Linked DNA regions of Danio rerio: region 1 is linked to region 2. A link is a contact called in public Hi-C data. All regions are on one chromosome and are shown on one strand. The core of a region is the stretch at or near the end of the contact, and the rest is flanking DNA. Distances in the headings are between cores, read along the strand shown.

Region 1 (4,852 bases), core at 43-2,542, 180 kb after region 2:
CCCCTTTATTTACAACAATTTTATTGTTTTGAAATATTAAAATATATATATATATATATATATATATATATATATATATATATATATATATATATATATATGGAGAAGAATTATCCTTGTTTTACAGACAAAAACTACAATGGTGTGTTTTCTAAATACATAACTAAAAATTGTCAATCAAAAATAATTTTCTTTTAGTAATAAATACACAAAAAATTAATAAATGCAAAAGCAGTTTAGTTTTTCCCATTATGCATATTGCATACAGAATAAACAAGCGTAAACAAACCATGTATCAGTTATATCATGATAATAATAATAATAAATCTATAAACATTAACTTTTTGGATTTCTTTTTCCCAAAAAATATATTGTGATGTTTATATAAAATTCAATGTTTTCAATGTCATATCAAATGTTATTATTTGTTGTGACTGAAAAAAGGGTTTATTTCACCAAGCACTAATTTAACTCCTCTTTATTTACAACATCGTTCTAGTGTTGTCTAAACATTAATATCCATGTCAGAAATAGATATTTTTTGTTGTTTTAAGCAAAAATACATAATTTATGGTCTAAAAACAGCATTTTTGTTTTTAATAGTTAGAAATATCATTATTTTACAGACTACAATCTGAGTTACCCAAACACATAACTATAAATTGTCAATGAAAAATCATTTTCATTTAACATTAAATACATAATAAATGCAAAAGCACACTTTAGTTTTTAATTATGCATACAGCATATAAATACAAATCAAATATCAGCTATATAATAACCATATGAGCTTAGTGATTAACATGTAACCACAAAAATGCGCTGCTGACATGATATGAGATGAGCTGATCATATGAGCAGGTTAACGTTACATTCACTCAGTGCACTGTACCTCTCTTTGGGGTTTCCTTCTTTCTTCTCTTCTCTTTTCCCTTTCTTGGAAGATGTGCTAAAATTAAGAAAGCGATTTGATGTGTAAATATACGCTGTGTATAAACGCAGTAATCTATGTAAACAACACTAATCCTTGCAGCGTGTTGTTCTGGATATTCTGCATGGTCAGGTGGAGCAATTACATCCAGTCAATTTTAGCAAGCATCGCCAAATTAATCCATATCACCAACGGAAATAAAAGCACATTTATGTGTTTTCGAAGTATACACAAAGGTACTTTACAAAATCGGGCTTTTGAGGAAGTTAAAATAAAGAAAAAAGAGCGTCGATAGCTTTGAAGGAAAAAGGAGGATGGGAGGTAAATTCCTCAGCGAATGTGCCTAGAATTAAAGCATCGATGTGTGAAGCTCGCCATGGTGAACGGACAACAAAATGGACGGCGATACGCCTTTTTGAGGAGACAAAAGTCCCCCTTCGCGAACAATGTGGTCATTCAGGAATTTGTCATTAATAAACGAATCAACTACAAACTCGAAATGGCTAATACGTCGACGGCATGTCGTGTTGTTATTGCAAAAAAGATAAGAACTCTTTATTTCATGTTTTGTGAAGGAGGCTGCTAAAAGGACAGTATTTGCAAACAAATAAAAATAATTTCAACCATTTCTTTCATTTTCCTATACATTCAGAGGCAGTTTTGGAAAATATGACAGACTACGTTCTATCAAATCTAATGTAATGTGGAGTAACGAAGGAATAAAAGGAATGTTAATTTCTGGTAGTCAGGTTTAAATTCAAAATAAAAGTCAACATTCCCAAAGTTCTTCATGTATGCGTGTTTCCTGTACAAACAACAACGCTTATTTTAGACTAAAATAGCCCTATTATTGTCGATAGTAAACGTTTACATAACAATGCCATAATAAATATAATATAATATAATATATTATAATATAATATAATATAATATAATATAATATAATATAATATAATATAATATAATATAATAGAAAATTACCTTTTCTTTTAATAGTGTTGGTTTACATCAAAGAATCCACAGATTTTTTAGTAGTATTCGAAGGAAATGATGGTTACCTGTGATTCATGGGTGTATTGCTTTCAAATTGCATTATGGGACATTGATCTCTGACCACCCTGATTTTAAAAAGTTGACATTTTTAGTAGTTTGAAGTGATTAATTATCTGGGTTGGTCATGTAAATTGCAGAACATGAGCAGCCTTCACATTTTCTTTGACATTGTTACGTACAACATTTTACATCTTCATTTTAAGTGTGGAATTAATCTAACATGGACACATTATTAAAGAGGATTTAATAACTGGCCATACATGAACACCACCCTCATACACTGTAGAGAACTGAAAACACCAACCATCAGGAACCAGTAAGGTTTTATATATTTTTTGTAGATATAGAAAGGTCACAGAAATATCTCAGGAGCTTGCAATAACACAACCCACTTATTAAACCTAAGTACATTTAAAGCACTAGAAACTAATGAAGTATAAATGTTGTAAACAATGGCGTTTGTGAACACATAAAGAACCTTTTTTTTTTTAAATTTGTCAATGCAATACTTCATAATACTATTCATGCAGCGGGTAGTTTACAGTGAAAATGCACACATATTATTTATGTATATTCAAAAACATTTCAAAACACCATCTCTGGATTACAAACATACGGTCACAGTGAAGGATTGACTGTCCAAAAAACAGTTCTTGTAGCATTCTCTCCCTCAACAGCAATTCAAGTGAAGAATTAGGTTGTAATATATACAGCAGCAAAAATAAGTATTGAACGCATCACCATTTTCCTCAAAAAACATATTTCTAAAGACGCTGTTGACTTTAAATTGTCACCAGGATGTTGGTAACAACCAAAGAAATCAATATATGCAAATAAAACTAAACGTATTCGTTTACAAATGAAGTTATGCATAGTAAAATGGTGCATGAAAAAAGTATTGAATACATGAAAGGAGGTGTAGATAGGCAGTGAAAGACCAGACAGGATTTGAAATCTCTCAGTAGTTCTTCAGCAACCCTCTGCCCTTCCTCATTGTAAATGAATTTTTGTTGCTTCATTCCAACATCTACATTAGCAGGATGATGAAGATGAAACCGGGACATTGCAGCAAGACAATGATTCAAAACACAAAAAAGGAAACTCTCAAATGCTTTCAGAGAAAGAAAATCAAGCTGTAGAATGGCCCAGCCAATCACCTGACTTGAATCCAATAGAGAATACAAATTAAAGATCAGATTTAATAGACGAGACCCACAGAATCAAGATTTTTACACTCTGTTGAAGTCTATTTGATATGTTTCAGTAGTTTAGTACTTTCTCTTTGTGTGATTTCACTGTTATTACACAAAACTCTTTTTTTTTTTGCTTGTTTTATTTTTATGTTTGCATTGTTTGGGTTTTTACTAAAATCTGGTTCAATTATGTCAACAGCTCCTTTAGAAATATTATCCCCAGGAAAAAGCATGGTGTGTTTAACACATATTTTCCCCACTGCACATATATATTTATATAAATCTTAATTCCTGGTCAAAGACAAGCTCAGCTCTGGCAATTTTCAGCTAATCTGTATCTGAAACACATATTGTAGTTCATTAATACTCAAACGTCCCAGTTCCAGAATCCAGAATAGATTATGCCGCTATTTGAGAGCCTCTTTGTGTAATGCTGATATTGATATTCAGGTTTGAGTTTGGTCATATGATGGCTTGATAGAGTTCAAGTTTTTGCCACCTTGAGAATAAGTTCATATAAAACGTTTATAGAAAAGTTCCACTTTGGGCTTAGTAATCGTCCAGCTGTGTGTAGAGTGAACTTCAAACAATAAATCCAAGACTCCTCTCATGTAAGACGTTTCCATCCAAACAATCCCTCTAAACGATCTGAGCTTTATGGATAGGTGGACTATGTGGATGAAAGTAAATGGTTGTATTGGCTGGCAGAATGATGTTGTTTGGTTTCACTTTGGGTCGTAGTGTGCCATTAGTGCGCTCAAAATGACTGGACAGAGCTTCAGATATCTGAGAACTCGTGGTCTCGCTGTCGCCATTTTCAAAAGCGTCATGCTCCAGTGTACCACGGTGGACTCCCGAATCCGTAGGGCTGACAGAGCCTTCCTCTTCATCCGTAAGAGTCGGGTACATGGTCACTAACGGTGAATGATGCCTGCTGCTGCCCCCTCTGGTACTGCCTCCAGAATGCGGCCTCCCCTCTGCTGGCAGAATGGCATTGCCATTTCGAGATCTGACCATGTCTGCGGGCTGGTCCATTGTGTAGGAAGAGGGGTGGAGAGGTGGGAGAAGATGGGTTTCCTGAATGGCAAAATTGAAAAGAGTGATTAGTGCAAATCAATTCATTTGCAAATGTATTTGTTGAAAATTATTTTAAAGGGATACTCATTCCCTTTAAAGATTTAGTCATCTTCCACTTGTTTCAAAATAGTTTACATTTCTGTTTTCTACTGAACACAAAGGAAGATATACATCAAAAACAACCATTGACTTTCATAGTAATTTGTGTTCCTTCCTACTATGGATGTCAATGGATCCTTTTCTCCTTAAGAATTCTTCAGAACATCTTGTTTTTGTGTTCAACAGAAGAAAGAAATTCATAAAAGTTTTAAAACACTTGAGTGTGTGAGTAAATGATGAGGTAATGTTCATTTTTGGGTGAACTTTTTGTGTTACTAAATGTTCTATAATAAATATATTTAACATTAATATATCAAATCATTTATATGTACCACTGTTTTTGTAAAACTCAAATATTCAAAGTTGGCACCAAAGCCATTTAAATATATAACTATTACATTTTCTTCATCTACAACACAATTTAAAAGTGTGGGTCTCTCATGAGTCCAATATGTACACCGAGACAGCATTTACTTGATAAAAATATAGTAAAACAGCA
Region 2 (5,363 bases), core at 1,734-4,233:
GAGTTGGTGTGAAAACCTGAAACCTTGCTCAGACAACTCACGGCAGAAAAACAGAAATCTAGAAAACATACTGTATTAAATGTTGATTTCAGAAGTGCTCCACACACGATTCCTATCTGCATTCTAGATTTCACATGAGACTGCCACATTCTTTTAGTTTTAAATCACTGACCTGGCTCCATTCTGTCCATACTGTCCTCTGCTGGGCTGCTCCTGTCTTCTCCCGGAGAGCCCTGAGTGTCCAGGGGAAAGTGGTCAGACACTGACCTCAGACTTCCTCTGCCTTCTTCAGAGTCTTCATTTTCATCTTCCTCATCCATGGGAGGAACATCTTCACATTTTGTTTCAGAATCACCTAATGAAGTAGAGGAGAACAGAGATTAATTTATTTTGCTATCAGACCGATAATGATGACTTTAAAAATAGCATTTATCAGCCAATAACGATATGGCCACTGATATATCATGCATCCGTATTTATTTGTATAATGAAATACACGATTACATTACACTATATGCTTACAGCAATCCATGTCATTTTATATGCAACTATATGCATGTACCCTATATTTATATATATATATATATATGCACTACCCTCAACAACACTGATACTACAAATAATGCATATTAAAAGCAAAATGAGCATCTATAGTAGGCATGGGACAATAACAGTCTTCAAGGTATACCAAAATTTTCTGTAATTTCATTCCAATGGTATATGTAAGTTTTTTTTACTTACTTTTTTTTTTCGTTTTTCAGGACAACTTCAGCAGAAAAGATATCCAAAGTTTTAAATTGTAAAGAAATCTGTGTTTTTGAAACTAAAGACAATGGCAGAAATCAATGATTGTTTTGAATTATTTAGCCTGACATGTTTACTGCTGCAAAATATTTTAAATCTTTCAAAATTTAAAATATATTGTTTTCAAAAGGGAACAAAAAATCGTTTTTTTACCAGCCAGTCAGATAGGGCTGCACGATTAGTCGAAAAAAGATCACGATCTCGATTTGACATGATCCTAACTCAGCTTTTTCTACGATTCAGCCAATTATATTTTTTAAGGTCAGGAGAGGAAAAAAGGCGGCTGCAAAAGTCTTCACAGCAACATTGACACCTTTAAATGGCGTAAAAGTAGCACATACTGTATTTAACCTACACGCTATACAAACAATACAATGCATATACACATAATACAGCTGTACACATCTACATTTATTATGCATGCATACTGTAATCTATAGGCGAACTGCACTCACATATAAGTGCCAATGCATGCATATTATATCTAATCTCACTAATACATACTACATGCAGAATGCTAAACAATAAGGTATTTGTTAAAAAACTGCAATATACATATGTATGTGTGTGTGTATGTATGTATGTATATGTAAGATACAACTTAATGATAAGGCTTAGGCAGCCATAAGCACATCATAGTGCATACATAATAAATAGCATTTCATAAACAACTATACTACAAAGCATGCATACTACATCCAAAATGTGCAAGTTGCAAAGAAAGCCCTCATGGTGCTATTACACATGCTACAATGCATTCATATTTTTAAACTGCATCTAATATTATATTTATTATGTATGTATAGAGCAGGGGTCACTAAACCTGTTCCTGGAGGGCCGGTGTCCTGCAGATTTTAGCTCCAACCCTAATCAAACACACCTGAACAAGCTAATCGAGGTCTTACTAGGTATACTTGAAACACCCAGGCAGGTATGTTGAGGCAAGTTGGAGCTAAACCCTGCAGGTCACCGGACCCCCAGGAACGAGATTAGTGACCCCTGGTATAGAACATTTTAATGTGGTCATGGCATTGGCCCATGAACATTTCCTGCTAGTAATCAAACTATTTCATATCTGTGACAAAAAGCAATTCAATCGTAACTTATTGTTAAAACAGCTATCATAACTTTATTTATCAAAGTGTGGCTCTTTTTGGATTCTCTTAAGTTATAGAAGGTAAATATGTAAAACAGGAACTACGTTGGGACCATTGTTTTTGTTTACATCCCTCGAAATGGTCTGTAATATTATACCCACATAATGTTTGCATATGTGCGTGATCAAGCGGTACCTTTAAACTCGGCTGAGTTGAGTTCCACTCCTGTCATCCACTCATAATCATACATGCGTTTACTGGCGGAGGGCAGCATGCTGAAGATGTCCGTCTCGGCGTCGGTGTCCGCGGGTCCGCTGTCCGGCCACAGGCTCAGAGAGCCGTGCGGCTGCGCTTCGGTCCGGACGTCCCGTTCAGAGCCAAAGGCCTGATTGCTGTGGTCGCTCTCCACTTCTGCAGCCCCGCGCTGGTTCTTATCTTTCATCAGATAGTCGCAGATCGCGTTGATGTTCTCCTTCTTCACCACGGGCGTCCCGGTTTTGGCTTTCTTCGGCTCGGCACCGTATTTCTGGTGCTCGGATTTTCTGAAATCCAGGCTGCTGAAGTTGGAGACCCTCCCGTCTTTCTCCGACGACTCCAGCTTGGCCTTGAGCAGCTCGATCTCGTCGGATTTCTCGCGGAGCTCCATCTTCAGGACGCGGATCCGTACGCCGACCAGCTTGCGGATCTCGGACAGCGCGGACTCCAGCACCACCGTGATGTTCCTGCCCAGATGCTCCGTGATCTCGGTCACCGAACACACCAGCTGCTCGTCGGGCTCGAGCTCGGAGAAATCCTCCTCGTCCCGGCTGAACGGGCCGGCGCTGTCTAAAAACGCGCCCTGGGACTCCGAGGACGCTCCTGTTTCCATGTAGCAGTGGTTCCTTTTTCGGCTCATCCTAAAGAGCGCGGACTCTGAGCGCAGACCTGCAATGTTTTGATCGCGATGGACACCAAGGATGAGCAGACAGACACCATAGAGCACCAGACCGACTTCCTGCAGCCTCGGAAGTGGACTATAGAGACAGCGCCCTCTATTGAGCCATCCTTTGTCTGCACGATAGATAGATAGATAGATAGATAGATAGATAGATAGATAGATAGATAGATAGATAGATAGATAGATAGATAGATAGATAGATAGATAGATAGATACATAGATAGATACATAGATAGATACATAGATAGATACATAGATACATAGTTTTACTGTAATAACAACTAAGGTATACAACAGTTCACTTTAGTTAATACTACACTTTGGTTCAGCATTTATTAACAAAGTGCTGTAAATATTATACTATAACGCACACAGTATAATACACTCTTACAGTATGGTTGACGAACACCAAGTATTTTAGAAACGCAAGCCCTTTGTTTGCTCTGGTTTTGAAGCAGCTGTTTGGGCTAATCGCCTCTAGATGTCGCTCTTTAGACGCGTTTTAAACTCCAGACTTGACCTTATGTTCAAGGCCAGTTAGTCAAACACCAGTGTTGCCATCAGATTCTACTCAGTCCCTTTAAATGTGTTCTATAGTCTTTGTTCTACTTAAAGCACTCGACTATTTGTAACGGACTTTAAAAAGTTATGGTCAAATGAAAAAAAATTGTGACAAAGACTAAGCATTTTATACATGGGTAAAGCCACAAAATAAGTAAAGTATAATAGTGTAATATTTTTTACATTCTTAGAATATGTCCTGTTTTATTAATGGAGATACAGATTATTTTGTTTATTTATTTGTTTAATAAACCAAAATGAAACAAATAAATGAAAAATCACATGATTTCTAGAAGAATAAACAGTGTTGGGGAATGCTACTTTAGAAAATAATGCATTACAATATTGAGTTACTCCCCAAAAAAGAAACTAGTTGCGTTACTTCAATGCTTTTTACAGTAAGTAATGTTTTACATTACTCTTGAGTTACATTTTATTACATGGCTGAGGCTTGATCTTTCAAAACTTGTAAGAGAGCTCTCTGCAGTTAACAACACACCGTATAACCTTCATTTACCTTTAAATACACAGAAAATTAATGATAATGTTATCTTCTGAGAACCTCTTGATCCCAGCGCTCTACATGGCATATATTCGGATTACTGAAAGTTTAAAGGAACGTGTTTGCTACTTTTGTACTATTAAAAAGTAAAATCACTGTACATTCAGACAATCCTCTTTTCCTTTCCTTCCATGTGTTCAAAATAATGAGAATATTTCCATCTCAGAAATGTAAGGCTCTGCCATCTTCATGTCTGTCTGTTCATTCTCTCATTGCATGCGGGATTCAACATGACTACACTAGTTTTAATTCAGCAATTTATTTTTTAAAAGTAAATCAACTAAACTAAAAAGAAACTCGCATTACATTCTTTATAAAGAAACTCAAATATTCTGAATTAATTTGAAAAGTGATGCATTCATTTACACTTAACCTACAAAAGTAGTATTATTACTAGGCATGGGACGATAACTGTTTTCAAGGTATATCATAGTTTGGAAAAGTCAAGGTTTTAAAACTGCCAAAATGTTCTTCTGTACCGTTCCTAAGATATGTGTAAGATTTTACATTTACCTTTTTGTTGTTGTTTTTTAGGACAACAGTATTTCCAACAGAAAATATATACAAAGATGCTGTTTTAAATTGTAAAGAAATTTGGGTGTTTGAAACAAACAAAGACAGCAGAACATGTTTACTGACATGTTTACTCCAAAATATTTTAAGTGTTTCTCAAAATAAAACATATTGTGACCAAAGGGGAAAAAAGTTGTTGTTTTTTACCCAGACATTTAAAATGAACATATTATAGAGCAGTAATTGCAATACCGTGAAACTGATATTTTTATCCAAGGTAATCATACCATCAGAATCTTATACCGGCACATGCCTAATTATTACATAACTTGTATTACTTGTAATGCATTACCCCAACACTGTTACATTTTATTTTCACAAAAGTTATTTGAAACAATAAACACTTTACCTGTATCATGTATATAAAATCATTTTTTATGTAGAAATTGCTCATTTTAATATGTAACATGTTTCTTTTATTGTTTGTTATTTTTTGTAAAATTCTTAGCAGATATTTGGACATCATTTATATATCATTACTTAAAGGGGATAATATACCCCAATATTCATTCATTATTTACTCATTCTCCACTTGTTCTAAACCTGTCTGAGTTTCTTTTGCTTCCGTTGAACACAAAGAAAGATGATAGAAAAGTAGCAGCCGTTGATTTCCATAATAGGAACAAAAATATTACGAATATCAGTGGCTGCGTTTTTTCTAGCATCCTTCAGAGTATCTTGTTTTGTGTTCAACAGAACAAAGAAACGTATAAATGTTTAGAACAACTTAAGTGAAAGCATAAATGACATGGAAATCTTAATTTTAGGAGTGAATTATCCCTTGAAGTTTCAGCCATTGTGGGTAAATGGAAATCGGACTTATCTTGCT

Evidence for each region. A called contact is a pair of places that touch in the nucleus more often than the background predicts.
Region 1: a contact with region 2 is called in a Hi-C map of hematopoietic stem cells, with 3 times the contacts expected there. The contact joins the promoter of coro1b here to the promoter of znf16l in region 2. A contact is called at or near these places in 1 of 18 Hi-C or Micro-C datasets (hematopoietic stem cells) and 2 of 4 datasets of contacts at active chromatin or transcription factors (embryo and gastrula embryo).

What each region holds. Positions count from the first base shown.
Region 1 is chr7:18,638,734-18,643,585 of GRCz12tu, forward strand. It overlaps coro1b (coronin, actin binding protein, 1B), which reads right to left and starts at 1,293. Exons shown (of 11, transcript NM_001109707.1): 1 at 893-1,293. nectin4a (nectin cell adhesion molecule 4a) reads right to left here. Exons shown (of 11, transcript XM_683919.10): 11 at 2,212-4,254. The coding sequence ends at 3,817.
Region 2 is chr7:18,457,600-18,462,962 of GRCz12tu, forward strand. znf16l (zinc finger protein 16 like) reads right to left here and starts at 2,984. Exons shown (of 3, transcript NM_001423803.1): 1 at 2,097-2,984; 2 at 173-355. The coding sequence starts at 2,796.